Linked DNA regions of Triticum aestivum: region 2 is linked to region 1. The links are chromatin contacts, called in public Hi-C maps. All regions are on one chromosome and are shown on one strand. Each heading gives the region's core, a stretch centred on a gene start, on an enhancer-like site or on the middle of the called end of the contact. The rest is flanking DNA. Distances are from core to core; before and after follow the strand shown. Region 1 holds the start of LOC123091341 (uridine kinase-like protein 3). Region 2 holds the start of LOC123091348.

What was found. A called contact is a pair of places that touch in the nucleus more often than the background predicts.
Region 2: a contact with region 1 is called in a Hi-C map of leaf, with 4 times the contacts expected there. The contact joins the promoter of LOC123091348 here to the promoter of LOC123091341 in region 1. A contact is called at or near these places in 2 of 5 Hi-C or Micro-C datasets (both in leaf).

Annotation. Positions count from the first base shown.
Region 1 is chr4B:111,429,841-111,436,256 of IWGSC CS RefSeq v2.1, forward strand. It overlaps LOC123091341 (uridine kinase-like protein 3), which reads left to right and starts at 3,182. Exons shown (of 16, transcript XM_044512829.1): 1 at 3,182-3,487; 2 at 4,208-4,392; 3 at 4,517-4,608; 4 at 4,845-4,914; 5 at 5,014-5,129; 6 at 5,499-5,595; 7 at 6,161-6,240. The coding sequence starts at 4,230.
Region 2 is chr4B:112,127,713-112,134,128 of IWGSC CS RefSeq v2.1, forward strand. It overlaps LOC123091348, which reads left to right and starts at 2,244. Exons shown (of 1, transcript XM_044512839.1): 1 at 2,244-3,497. The coding sequence starts at 2,310. The coding sequence ends at 3,236. LOC123091346 (MEIOTIC F-BOX protein MOF) reads right to left here. Exons shown (of 5, transcript XM_044512837.1): 2 at 5,556-6,416; 3 at 4,888-5,043; 4 at 4,606-4,801; 5 at 3,962-4,518. The coding sequence ends at 4,154.

The sequences.
Region 1 (6,416 bases), core at 1,932-4,431:
TGTATTATGGAACGAGTAAAGAGACTTGCCGGTAACGAGATTGAACTAGGTATGAAGATACCGACGATCGAATCTCGGGCAAGTAACATACCGATGGACAAAGGGAATAACGTACGTTGTCATAACGGTTCGACCGATAAAGATCTTTGTAGAACATGTGGGAGCCAATATGAGCATCCAGGTTCCACTATTGGTTATTGGCCGGAGAGGTGTCTCGGTCATGTCTACATAGTTCTCAAACCCGTAGGGTCCGCACGCTTAACATTCGATGACGATATTGTATTATATGAGCTATGTGATTTGGTGACCGAATGTTGTTCGGAGTCCCGGATGAGATCACGGACATGACGAGGAGTCTCTAAATGGCCGAGAGGTAAAGATTGATATATAGGACTATGGTATTCGGACATCGGAAGTGTTTCGGGAAGCACCGGGTACTTATCGGGTCACCGAAAGGGGTTCCGGGCACCCCCGGCAAAAGATATGGGCCTTATGGGCAAAGAAGGGAAATGCACCAGCCACAAAAAGGGCTGGTGCGCCCCCCATATGGGTTGGCCAAATTGGAGAAGGAAAGGGGAAGGAGGAAAGGAAAAAGGAAAAGGATTCCCCCTTCCCCCTCTTCCTTCTTACTCTGAATAGGAATAGGAGAGGGGGGTTTGCTGAATTAAGAGAGGACCCCCCCAGTAGGATTCCTCCTACTTGGGGCGCCCCCTAGGATGCATATCCTCCCCTCCAACCTATATGTATATATATGTGGGGAGGGGGCCACCTACAACACACAACATCAATTGTTAGTCGTGTGCGGCGCCCCCCTCCATAGTTTACACCCACGGTCATATTCTCGTGGTGCTTAGGCGAAGCCCTGCGCGGATCACATCACCATCACCATCACCACGCCGTTGTGCTGATGGAACTCGTCTACTTCCTCGACACCTTGCTGGATCAAGAGGGCGAGGGACGTCATCGAGCTGAACGTGTGCAGAACTCGGAGGTGTCGTGCGTTCGGTACTTGATCAGTCGGAGCTAGAAGAAGTTCGACTACATCAACCACGTTGTCAAATGCTTCCGCTTTTCGTCTACGAGGGTATGTAGACACACCTCTCCATCTCATTGTTATGCATCTCCTATATAGATCTTGTGTGAGCGTAAGAATTTTTTTGAAATTGCATGATACGTTCCCCAACACCTTCACCGCGCCCGCACCAAATCCCCTTCCTCGACGATGATGCCACTCGCGACCCTTTCTCTCCCTTTACCAAGCGATGTGATCAAGGCATCTTCGAATGCAAAAAATGATGGACAGAAGGGCTTAACTACAAAATAGCCAACGGCCCACGGCTTTTTACTCCACCTCAGCGCGTGTATCCGTCAAAAGCGTCGAGGGCAAAATACGTATGAAATACGAATGGAAAACGTAGCCAGTGACCAAATGAACCCGTTAAATCAAGTACAAGTTCGATGGCATGTCCGGGGTGTTGCCCTGGTCTGTTTCGTTCAACAGTAATGATTTCGTCTTTGGCAAGCCATCTTGGAGGTCTGTAAAGCTGTATATCAGCGATGCAGCCGCGTCGAGCTCGGGTGAGAAGGTGATCCGTCATTTTTTCTTTCGGTGGCTGCTATGGTGATGTCGGAGGCATGTGACGGGCTCAGAGACGTTATGTTCTTTTTTTAGTTTTGTCATGTCGGTCTTTATGTAACTTGTACTTTAATCTTTATAATATGAATCAGACACATATTACCATGAAAAAGAAATCAAGTACAATTATTATAATGAGTCAATCTTTGAATACAAGAGTAAATTGCAAAAAACCACCACAATTAGGGACCCCAGTTCAGCAAACCACCACCATTCGTTTTTTTTCAAAAACCCGCCACCATTGTGCTGACAGTTTTCAAAAATCACTGATCGGTTACTAAACACATGTTAACAACGTTTTTGACAGACGGGGCCCACTATGAGTGATGACGTGGCACCGAAATCTCATGGTGTTTGGTTTGTACAATAAGCTGCACAAGGGACCCACACGCCAGCCTCTACACTTCTTTCTTCTCCACCAACGCTGGCAGCCAAAAAAAAGAATAGCACGTCCGCATCTGACCGGCGCACCACCGGATTCAGCCACCGGCCGGTTCGGGAGTCTCCGCCTCTGCGATCTTCCTCCACCTCCTCCCTCTATGCTTGAGCACGCGAGCAGCAGTAGCCATGGCCAGGCACGGGGGCGCGAGCAGCCACGCAAGAGCGCGAGCAGTTGCAGCGGCCATGGCCACACACGGGGGCGCGAGCAGCAGCACCGGCCGCGGCCGGGCGCGTGAGTAGCAGCACCGGCCACACAAGGGGACACGAGCAACAGCACCGGCCGTGCCCGGGCACGCGAGCTACCGCCTGCTCCAGAGCACGGGCGTGTCGCAGTTGTGGCCGGGTCGCGAGCTCCGCCCCTCGCTCCGACCACCCCGTGGGCGCGCTGGTCCGGCGCCGCCTCTCTACCCACGGTCACACCGCGTCGCACTTGGTCGCCCACGGACCATTCCTGCACCACGGCCGCCGGTGTTGTGCTCCTACCATTGGCGAGCTGGGCGGCCGACGGCATGCCTGCTAGGTGTTCGATTAAATTACTTCAGAGTTTCTAACGTCCGTCTCCTCACTCTGTTTGCCCATGCCACGTCGACTTGACAATGGGACCTACTCGTCAGATTCGGCGTCAAACAACTTTAATCGACCGATCAGTGTTTTTTGAAAACTGTCAATACAATGGTGGCGGGTTTTTGAATTTTTTTCGAATGGTGGTGGTTTTCTGAATTAGGGTCCCCAATTGTGATGGTTTTTACAAATTACTCTTGAATACAATGATCAAAGTGACCATGAGGAACAAGTTTAGTGACCCAGAGTGCATTTTACTCTTCCCAGAAACAATATATTGGACTTCATCATCCCTTGTCACAGCCCCATTGCTCCACGCAGTTCCAGTTCGAACTTGCAGAAGAAGTTTTGTCGTGTGAGCTTGATTTTTGTGTTGCTGAAGAGCGGACGCGCTCAGCCGTTAGCTGCCCTGATCAGACGGACGAGAGGTGTTAGGGCCAACACACATCCCATTTTCCCGTATTTGTTTTTCCACCAAACACATACCCCGTATTTCCCCGTGAAATATCTCACGTATATCATGGAATCTCTTCTCGATAGGTTATTAAAAACACGCAGCAGAATCTAAGTTCCCCTCGTCATCACTGTTCTTCTCCCTGCGCCAGCCAAATACCCCTCCTCCTCCTCCTCTCTGATCTCCCCCCAAATCCCGCCGCGAAGACGCCTGTTCTTTTCGGTCTTCCCGATTCCCGCCGGCGGCGGCGCGAGCCCAGGCCTCCTTCCACCGTCGGAGTCTTCCCTCGTCGAGCGGCGCCGCGCCCCCGCCCCCGCCCCACACTCGACTGGCGCCGCACTGACGTGGCGCGGAGATCCATCTGGGCGGGCTTGCATTGATTTGTTCTCCTGTGGGTATGTAGCTCTGGATTGCTTCCAGGTTTGTTCCACGAGTTCGTCTCGATCTCCGGGATCTTTTCGTCCCTGGCGCCGCGTGCAGTAGAGTCCAAACGTTACCTCCCCTCGTTCATTTCGTTGCGGATTTGTGCGCTGGCGTGGTCCCCTAGCAATCTAATCCGTCCGTTCATGGCACCTTATAGTGATCTAATTAATCGTTGGCAGATCTGTCATTGCGGTATGTGCCCTCGGCGGTAGGTGTGGGCGTAGCGGCGTTTGAATTATTTTTTAATCTGGAAAATTGCGTTTGATCTCTGTGCCTATCTTGCTATGAATCAGTTAGTTCCTCTGCACATGATTGTGTGAATAAGCTGGCTGAATTGTTCTGGTGGTACTAGATTGGTTGAAACTCTTGTCTTGCGACTTTTGCTTTTGATTAAATCAGTACGCCTTCCATCTCTACAAATCCTCCTATTTATGTTTTTCACGGCGATTCCATTTTTGTTGCGGTAGCCGGCCTGGTAAAATATTGGGGATTTAGATCTTCCAGCAACATTTTGGCTTGTTCGAAGCAAAACATCCGTCCCTGGTTAAACAAGTCCATTGTAGTGTGAAGCCCCCATCACATATGACCGCCTTGTTGTCTTATGATTTGTGAACACATGTCTGTTGCTGTTTCTAGTTGTCATCTTCTGCAGATTTGGATGACCTCCATGTTTGACATCCCGGTGACTGTAGGTTTGTTGAACAGTAATACTATATGGGATCATACTCGACAAGCGAAGTGCTTAATGCTGCCGCGGTTGGGGTCCATCATCCAGCACTCCGTTTGCACGAGCTGGACCTGAAAGGTTCCATGTCGGTGGAGGAACTACCAACGACGTCAGGCCTGGAGAATGGACACCAAGCACCATTTGTTATTGGTTAGTAGTCTATGGGTTCTGTTCTCTCTATTTGCTGTCGGAAATTCAGTAAACTGTAGTTGCTTACATAGTACAGCCTTTCTACCCCCAAATGTGCCTCACCATAATTTTGTTTGCGTTGAAGGTGTTGCTGGAGGTGCGTCTTCAGGTAAAAGTACTGTTTGCAAAATGATCATCGATCAGCTATGCGATCAGCGTGTAGTTGTTGTTACTCAGGTTTGTGTACTACAACTCTGACTGCGCTTCTTGTGATATTAGGACTATCCTTTTTTTTCTTATAACAAAGTCACTAATAGTTCATTGTTTTTGGTTTATAAATGTGTAGTGTCATCAATTATGCATTCAAGTTTTTATTTATCCACTTTCCCTTGCTAGATATTTCATTCTCATCAAACATGAACCATTTTCTCATCATACGCAAGCAATAAGAATGTTGATCTCAAATGTTGCAGGAGTCATTTTATTACGGACTGTCTGATGAGGAAATGATTCATGTTCATGATTATAACTTTGATCATCCAGGTATAGCACATATTTCATGAGAACGTAATGTCTTTTTGCGCCATTCGCAGGAAATGTGCTCTGACTTTATTACTGCTGCTGCTCCTTTCCTAATTTCAGATGCATTTGATACGGACTTACTACTCTCTTGTATGGAAAAATTGAAACATGGTAAAGCTGTTGACATTCCAAGCTACGACTTCAAAACACATAAGAGTGTCTCATGTGCAAGAAAGGTAATTCTATACATATGGTGCTATTCATGCTCACCTGGTAGGCTGAGGATCTCCTAGTCCTGTGCTTTATGAGACTTTGAACTATGAAATTAGGTTTCTAATCAATATTTGCAGATTGTACTGAAATTTTGTAGTCTCTCCAGAATAATTTCCTCCCAAACTATTATGTAAAATATATAGTGTAGTAAGTGTTAGCTCACACACTCTGCAAGCACCTTATTGCATAACATAGAGTTCATCTTGAAATGTTCTCTCCAAGAAGTTAATTTATTGCCGAGTACTTATAAATATCGTACGCCACTTATTCATATCTGTACGACTGTACCACTTTATTTATGAGAGCATCCCTAATTTTGTGACTGCTGTCAGGTTAATCCTTCAGATGTTATAATTTTGGAAGGAATTCTACTTTTCCATGATTCACGTGTCCGGGATCTAATGAACATGAAGATCTTCGTTGATACAGGTACTGATATTTGCATACTAAGCTGATGATATCTTGCTCTTTCAGCCTCTTTTATGCCTTGCAACCCCCAACTGTGGCTTATGGCCAGGACATTTAGTTTCACATTCATGTTTTTAGATGTGGAGTGTCAATATCTCATAATATTTAATGGCACACATGTGTTCCTTCTGTTCCATTCAATTTGGAAATATACTATAGATGACCATTAATTTCTTGTCAGTTTACAGTAAATTTGAGTAGCTTCTTGTTTATTTTCATATACAACGTACTTAAGGTTTTGCAATATTTGGTGTATTTAATACAAAGCAGTCGTTATTAACACCATAAATATCTCCAAGGGCATGCTGCACAAACTGCAGCAATGTGCATAACCAAGGCTAGCGCTCTGTTGCAGTAAATGATAAATTTGAGAGACGTCCTACTGATATGTTGTCATGTGTTTAGTTCAGTCCCTACTTTGAATTCTCCATCAGTAGAGTTTTTCTTTACGCAAACAGTTTCTTTGTAACCCTATCCATTCTACCCTGTTAGTGTATCATGTATTGTTTTTGCATTTTTCTTTCAGATGCTGATGTGCGATTAACAAGGAGGATCCGTCGTGATACCATTGAGAAGGGTAGAGATATTATAGCTGTGTTAGATCAGGTTGCTTAGCCTCAGATATCACCATTTTCCTTGTCTATAATATGTTACTAGTATTGTGTTTAGCAACATTCAGCACACTGATTACAACAATTTTTCTTTTAAGTTTACTTGAATTAGGTGTCACAAAAGTGTCTATGCTAACTATACATGTTCTGTACACTTATCTCATTTTTGGA
Region 2 (6,416 bases), core at 994-3,493, 700 kb after region 1:
GTCCGCACCACCCCCGCGCTCCTTCCCCCACCGGCCGCTCCTCCACGTCGTCGGGTGCTAGTGCCCGCGCTGCCGGCCCGCACGCGCACTTCGGAATCCGAGGTGCGCGCCGTGAGAGGCAGTGGACACGGGAGAGGGACGCATCAGAGCAGTCCGCGTGCCACCTCCGTGAGATGCATATGGAGCTCGACGAGGACGAGCGGCTCCTCTCATGGGTCTTTCACCCGTCCCTCATGACGACGGAGACGGACACTCGCCGCCTCCGGCGGAAGAACGCCAAGGCTCTCCGGCTAGCAATAGAGCAGTCGGAGTACGAGGCGAAGGAGGCGGCGGCAAAGGAGGTTCAAGTCGCCAAGTTGAAGTGGGAGCAGAACAGTGTGTTCCGTCGTGGGGCTCATCGCCCTCTCCGACTCCGACGACGGCGGCAGCGAAGATGATAGCTGCATCTCCAACGACGACGACGGCGGCGACGACGATAACTGCACCTCCTGCTTCGAAGACCAAGACCCTCCACCAGCCGCGGACTCCTATAGCTACGCCAACGATCGTAAAGGCAAAGGCCCGGCGAGGAAGTGGTGGTCCCGCCCCCTCCCGCTCCTCATATGTTTACATCGTTTTTAGTTGTAGAAGTTTAAGAACTTGTCAGGTGACGAACTATGATCTTTTGGATGTTGCAAAGTTTGCTAATGTTTGTTTGCAGTTGATTTTGTGTTCGTTTGCAGCCAATTTTTTTTGTCCAGAAAGGCTTTGTTGTTGTTGTTGTTGTTGTTGTTGTTGTTGTTTAATCACGTAGAGTAGCTCAACATTGTATGTGGAGTATGCATATAAGGTGTCGGATATAAGATAGGCGGATGCAGAGTGAAAGATATGAGGCATGCCCAGTCAGAAACCATGACAAATATGAGACGAGCTCGACCATGTCCGTGGATGTTTAAGAAGCCGGATTTGTCCATCGCCACGGTAGATGCTCTTATACAGCCGACTCGAGCCGGACTTCTTTTTCCCCTGTAGATTTACAAAATGTAATATAGAGAAACTAGATTTATACATGGAAGGCGCTGGAGCCTGGAGGTGCTCACGCGGTCACGCCCGTCACGCGCCTTAGATTTCCCCAACACTGGGACAAATCCAATGCTGCTTCGCTCCTAACCGCTCGAGTGAGGCGATAGGGAAGGTGAACACAACTGTCTCCTTTGTTCCTTTGGGCAACGCCGCTCGTCCCTGCCTCCTCTGTTGCCTGCTCCGACGACCGGAGGGGTGGGGACCCCAGGGTTTTGGTCCGACCGTAGATAGGATAGGCTTCGTGTGTGGGGCGGCATCACTTTTAACGGTGACAGCAACGTCGGTTCAAAGAATAATGCCTCGGCTTCAGTCTCGTTTCGAAGGCATCCATGGCGGCGTCGAGGAGCCTATGGGCTCAGTCTTCTGTAGACCCTTTCGGTCTGCTGGTTTAGATTTCGAGCCGGTGGCCGTTGTCCAGGCGATGTCACTGGTAGGCGAGAGATAATGATGGTTTCAGATCTAGGCTTGAGGATTGATGGTGGTGAATTTGTCGTTCGGCCTTGACGACGTCAACGGCTGATGATGGCTTTGAGACTTGAGGAGGATGGGGATGATTCCCTGTCAACGCACCACAGCGACAAATGTCTTAGGCCAACTCCATCGCGTGACCCAAATTTACCTCAAATCGTCCGTTTATGTCCGTTTGGCGTAAAACGGATAAACCGAAGGACCCAATGCATGAGAGCATATGGACGTTTCGTCCGGTCTGTATCCATTTTTACCCCATTTTCAGACCAAAATTGCTCTCGGTTTGGGGCCAAAGCGGACAGAAAGCGGACGTCTTCGCGTCCTCGTCGTCCGTCTGTGTCCGCCTCGCCCCCACATGTCACTCTTTTCTTTTTTTACCTGGTCCACCACGTGCACCCACCACGGACAAAATCCGGACAAAATATGAGGTAGCAGCGGTGGGTGCAGCGAGTTTGTCCGGTCTCTGTCTGACGTTTGTTCTCTCTATTTTTACTCCATCCGAACAAAATGGGGTAAGATTTAGGGTCATGCGGTGGAGTTGACCTTACCGACAGCAGGTTTCTTCATCGACTCACAACGCCATTCAGGGCTATGTGCTTGTATTCACCTTATTTGTGATTAATGACACATGCGGTTAACTTAAAAAAAGAAAAAACTGGGACGGGTCTCGGGACGAGGAGACACAACAGAAGAAGCGCGTCCCCCAATAAACAAGCAGCACGCCCGCGGCCCGCCCATCCCGCTCCTCCCACACAACATAAGCCGCGGACTCCCCTCCCATGGCCCTCAAGAAAGCAAGAAAAGTGGTAGCATCCAAGAAACCAACATCCGCCGCCATGGGCGTGGCGGAGACGCCCGATCCGCTCGGGCGCGGCGGCGCGCACAACCTCAACCCGCCGCGGCTGCCCCCCGGCGTCTACTTCAGCCCGACGCGGGAGGAGAGCGTGGCGCTCCTCGACCGCTGGATCGCCGGCGGCGGCAAGGAGGTGCCCGCCGACGCGCGGGGGTTCGTCTCCCACGCCGACATCTACGGCGACAGCCCCGACGCGCTGCGGCGGCTGCACCCGCCGGGCAGCGCCCGCGCGGGCCAGCACACCTGGTGGTTCCTCTGCGAGACCAGGTTCCAGAGCCCCGGCGCGGCGGCCAAGCGCGCCGGCCGCAAAGTCGACACCGGCGGGTACTGGCGGGTGGAGCGGAGCGAGGCCGAGGGGGGCGCGGTCAAGAGCTACTTCGGCTTCTTCCTCGGCCCGTCCAGGAAGGAGAAGACGCCGTGGCTGACGCAGGAATTCACCAGCGCCACGGACGGCGGCGCCGGCAAGAAGGGCGTGCCCGCGCTCTACATGCTCTACGTCTCCCCGCGCGCCACCGACGACGAGCTGAGGGGGATCTACGGGGAGGACGGCGTCACGGTGGGGCCCGACGGGAACAAGAAGCCTGTCCGGGCCGCCGTCCCGGCAGGCTGTTTCGACGCCGTCGTGGCGCTGCTGCCGCCGGGGAGCGTCCGTGGTCTCAGGCAAGAGCGCGTTGAGGTGTCGCAGGCGCCGCCCCCGCCGCAGCCGGCGTGTCTTCTTCGTCACGACGGCCAGCAGGGGCAGAACTCCACGGGGGCCGCATCGTCGGCGGACCTTCTTGGTCAGTACCAGCAGCGGCCGGCGGCCGTTCTTGGTCAGTGCCAGCAGCAGCCGGCGAAGACGGTCAAAGGGTAACCGGAGTGGGAATCTTTGGAGGATCTGAGTTCGCCTACCTCAACAAGGATAGTTAATTGATCTGCTAGAAACAAACGATTTCTTGGTTGATTTTGGGGATTAATTTGTACATATGGGTTCTTGCAGTTTGCTTATAACTGGAGTGGTATGCATATATGGTAGGAGTAGTTCTCTGTCTACTCTGTTTGAACGTTGATTATCTATCATGTGCTTTTCGAGATTTTTTGTGTTTGACGAAAAGAAATGTTGATTATGTGCCCAGTTTTCAGATTCCTGCACTAGTTATTCTTGAAAGTTTTAACATTATGCTTCCAGGAAGACAAGTGTAGATTGTGTCATACTCCTAGAGACCATCTATGGTACTACAGTATGTGCCATGGCAAGAGACTGTTTCCAATATAATCTGGTCTGATGCTCCAACGAAGACACTTGTTTGAAGCATCAACATTTATGCCCTAGGAGAATCTGACATGAAACATTAAGTTTTGCCCCTTGGCGGTTGTGTTTTCATGCCGAAGAACAATAGACGATATCAAGGACAGAGCTTCAGCTTGAAAATACATTGTGCAACAGTTAATATCATCACATTAATAATCAAAACAACACCCTCACACTGAAAATCATAACAACACCTTCCGTCCCATAATATAAGAGCGTTTTTGACACTACACTATTATGGGACGGAGGGAGTATATATAGATAAAAGTGCATATCACACAAATATGTAAGAAAACATATGCTATGTATGACACAGCATATCCCATCGCCCATAGCATAATCCCATTCACCAAAGGTCATCCAACATGCAACGTTTTCTCCAACTTCCAACAGCTAAGTGCCTAACAGATAAACTGACATATGCATATAGCTGACATGTAGTGACAATGGATGATCAAAGTCTCTGCAAATGCGCCAAGTCACTCAAGACACTCTGTGTGAGCTGAGCCTGCAGCACAAGGAGCAGCTGGTGGAGTCTTCCGAGCTGAATATTCCTGGAGCTGGGCTAAGATCCGAGTCAAGAGGTGCCTCTGCTGCTGCTGCCCAGCTATGATCTGCTGCTGCTCAACTTGGATCTCCTCCTGATGCACTATGACCTGCTGCTGTTCAACTTGGATCTGCCCCAGAAGCGCTAGGATCTGCTGTTGCTCAACTTCGATCTGCTCCTGCCTGACTACAATCTGCTCAGCCATGCTCCTCAACTGAGCATTCTGCGAGGGCAACACACGCGGAGTTCGCGCTTGAGAAGGTCCAGCTCTGGGTTCCTCAGGAAAATCCTTGGGCTCTGTAAGCTCAACATGATCGTTCTAGTTACTAATCAACAGATGTGCAATTGGGGCCTAGATGGTACGAGCGTCAAGAACCTACTAACCTTCAGAAGATCCAATACTCTGCTGGATATTGATTTGCTCAACATGTATGCTATAGGTACTCAAGAACGTTAAAATTCTGTGAACCCTCTCATCAATCTTCTCACACTTGATTTCAAGTACCTTAAGCTTGTTAGATGCGAACGGTTGTCCCGTCAGATTGTAGCTTCCTTCAGTCCCCATCCGACTGCTGGGTGCCTGTAAGTGTATGGAGCAAAAATACTACATTAAATCATGCATGATAACTTAAATGAGAACATATATCAGATTTACGAAGCATATACCTGACAAAGCTGGATGGTAAGCTTTTCGAGAACAGGTGTATGTTGGAGAAAGCACATGAGTGCACCAAGATTGGCCTTCATACACCAATCATTGAGTAACAAGGTTTTTAACTTGCTAAAGGTTGGGCACCACATCAAATCTCTTTTGAGGATAAACTACAGAAAATGCAAATAGGTAAGAATATCTCAAGATTTTTTTTTTAAGTACAAGGTGTGATGCTACTGAAGTAAATGAAGCTCCCACAAGTATTGAAAAGCAAAATCTGGTTTGGCCAAAGGGAAAAAAGAGGCTTGTAACCAAAGCGAAAAAAGAGGCTTGTAACTCATATCAGATTTTATAAGTTCACTTTGACCCCCCTGCATAACATATAAAAATGAACATAATATTTCTCAAATGCGAATATGTATAATTGGCCATATAAAAACAGATTTGACAGATTTATTCCAATACAAACATTAAACCTGTGCTTGCAGTTTCAGAAGTAATACAATACAAAATATGAATACAGTCACGGGAAATTAAATCCATATAATGTACAGGTGCAAGCAAACCACTTGCATAGCTGCTACTTCATAAATGTCAAATGATGATATAATGTAAGAGGCATAATGTATCACAGTTCACAAATAACAATATAAGCTGAGAAAAGAAGTAGATGCAAACATACCACACAAGGTTCAGCTATCAACGCCAAGCTTTTAGCCTCTGACAAACCATTGAGAAGCACACAATCTCCACTGTCACCATCAATGGAACTACAATTTTCACAGGTATCATCGGCACACGAACCACCAGCTTCTTTACCACAACAATCATCACAGTCGGCAAGCTTAATAGATCCTGTCACTAATGATGGCATGCTTTCAAGCAAAGGAGTCCTCCCCCAACACTCAATTAATTCCATTGTAACTAGACTTGGGACAGATATCCGAGTCCGTTCATTTGGATAAAATATGCAGTCAAGGATGGTGAGGCGTTTTAGGGACTGGGACATGATCATATCAGCTTGGACGTAGCAACCCCTCATCCATAGCTCTTCCAGCGCTGGGCAGCTCGAAAAATTCAGAATGCTATCATTTAACACTACGTTGCAAAGCTCCAACCTCGTCAGGCGCGGAGAGACGAGAGGCAGGTCCTCCAGCAGCTCAAAGCTATTGTTATCACGGCCTAGATGAACACTGAGGACTCGAGCTTGGCACAAGAGAGCATGTCGGGTCCATAAGTTGACCTGCGGTTCATCCTGGCTATGGAAAGTAGTGAGCTCTATCTCACACGCATGCAGGGGCGCGCTGCGGTCACGGAGGAGCAGCAGGTGGTTCACAAACTTGTTGAGCCTCCTAACGCCCCGCCGGTTCAGAATCATGCCCTCGCAGGTGATGCGCAGGACCGGCATGGACTTCCAGAGGTGGCGCCAGCGCCGAGCCAGCACGCAGGTCTGCACGGCCTCCGCCACCGGCAGGAAGGACAGTACATGCTGCAGGACCTCGCTCGGCAGAGCGTCGATCCCCTCGCCGCCACGCGCCTCGGG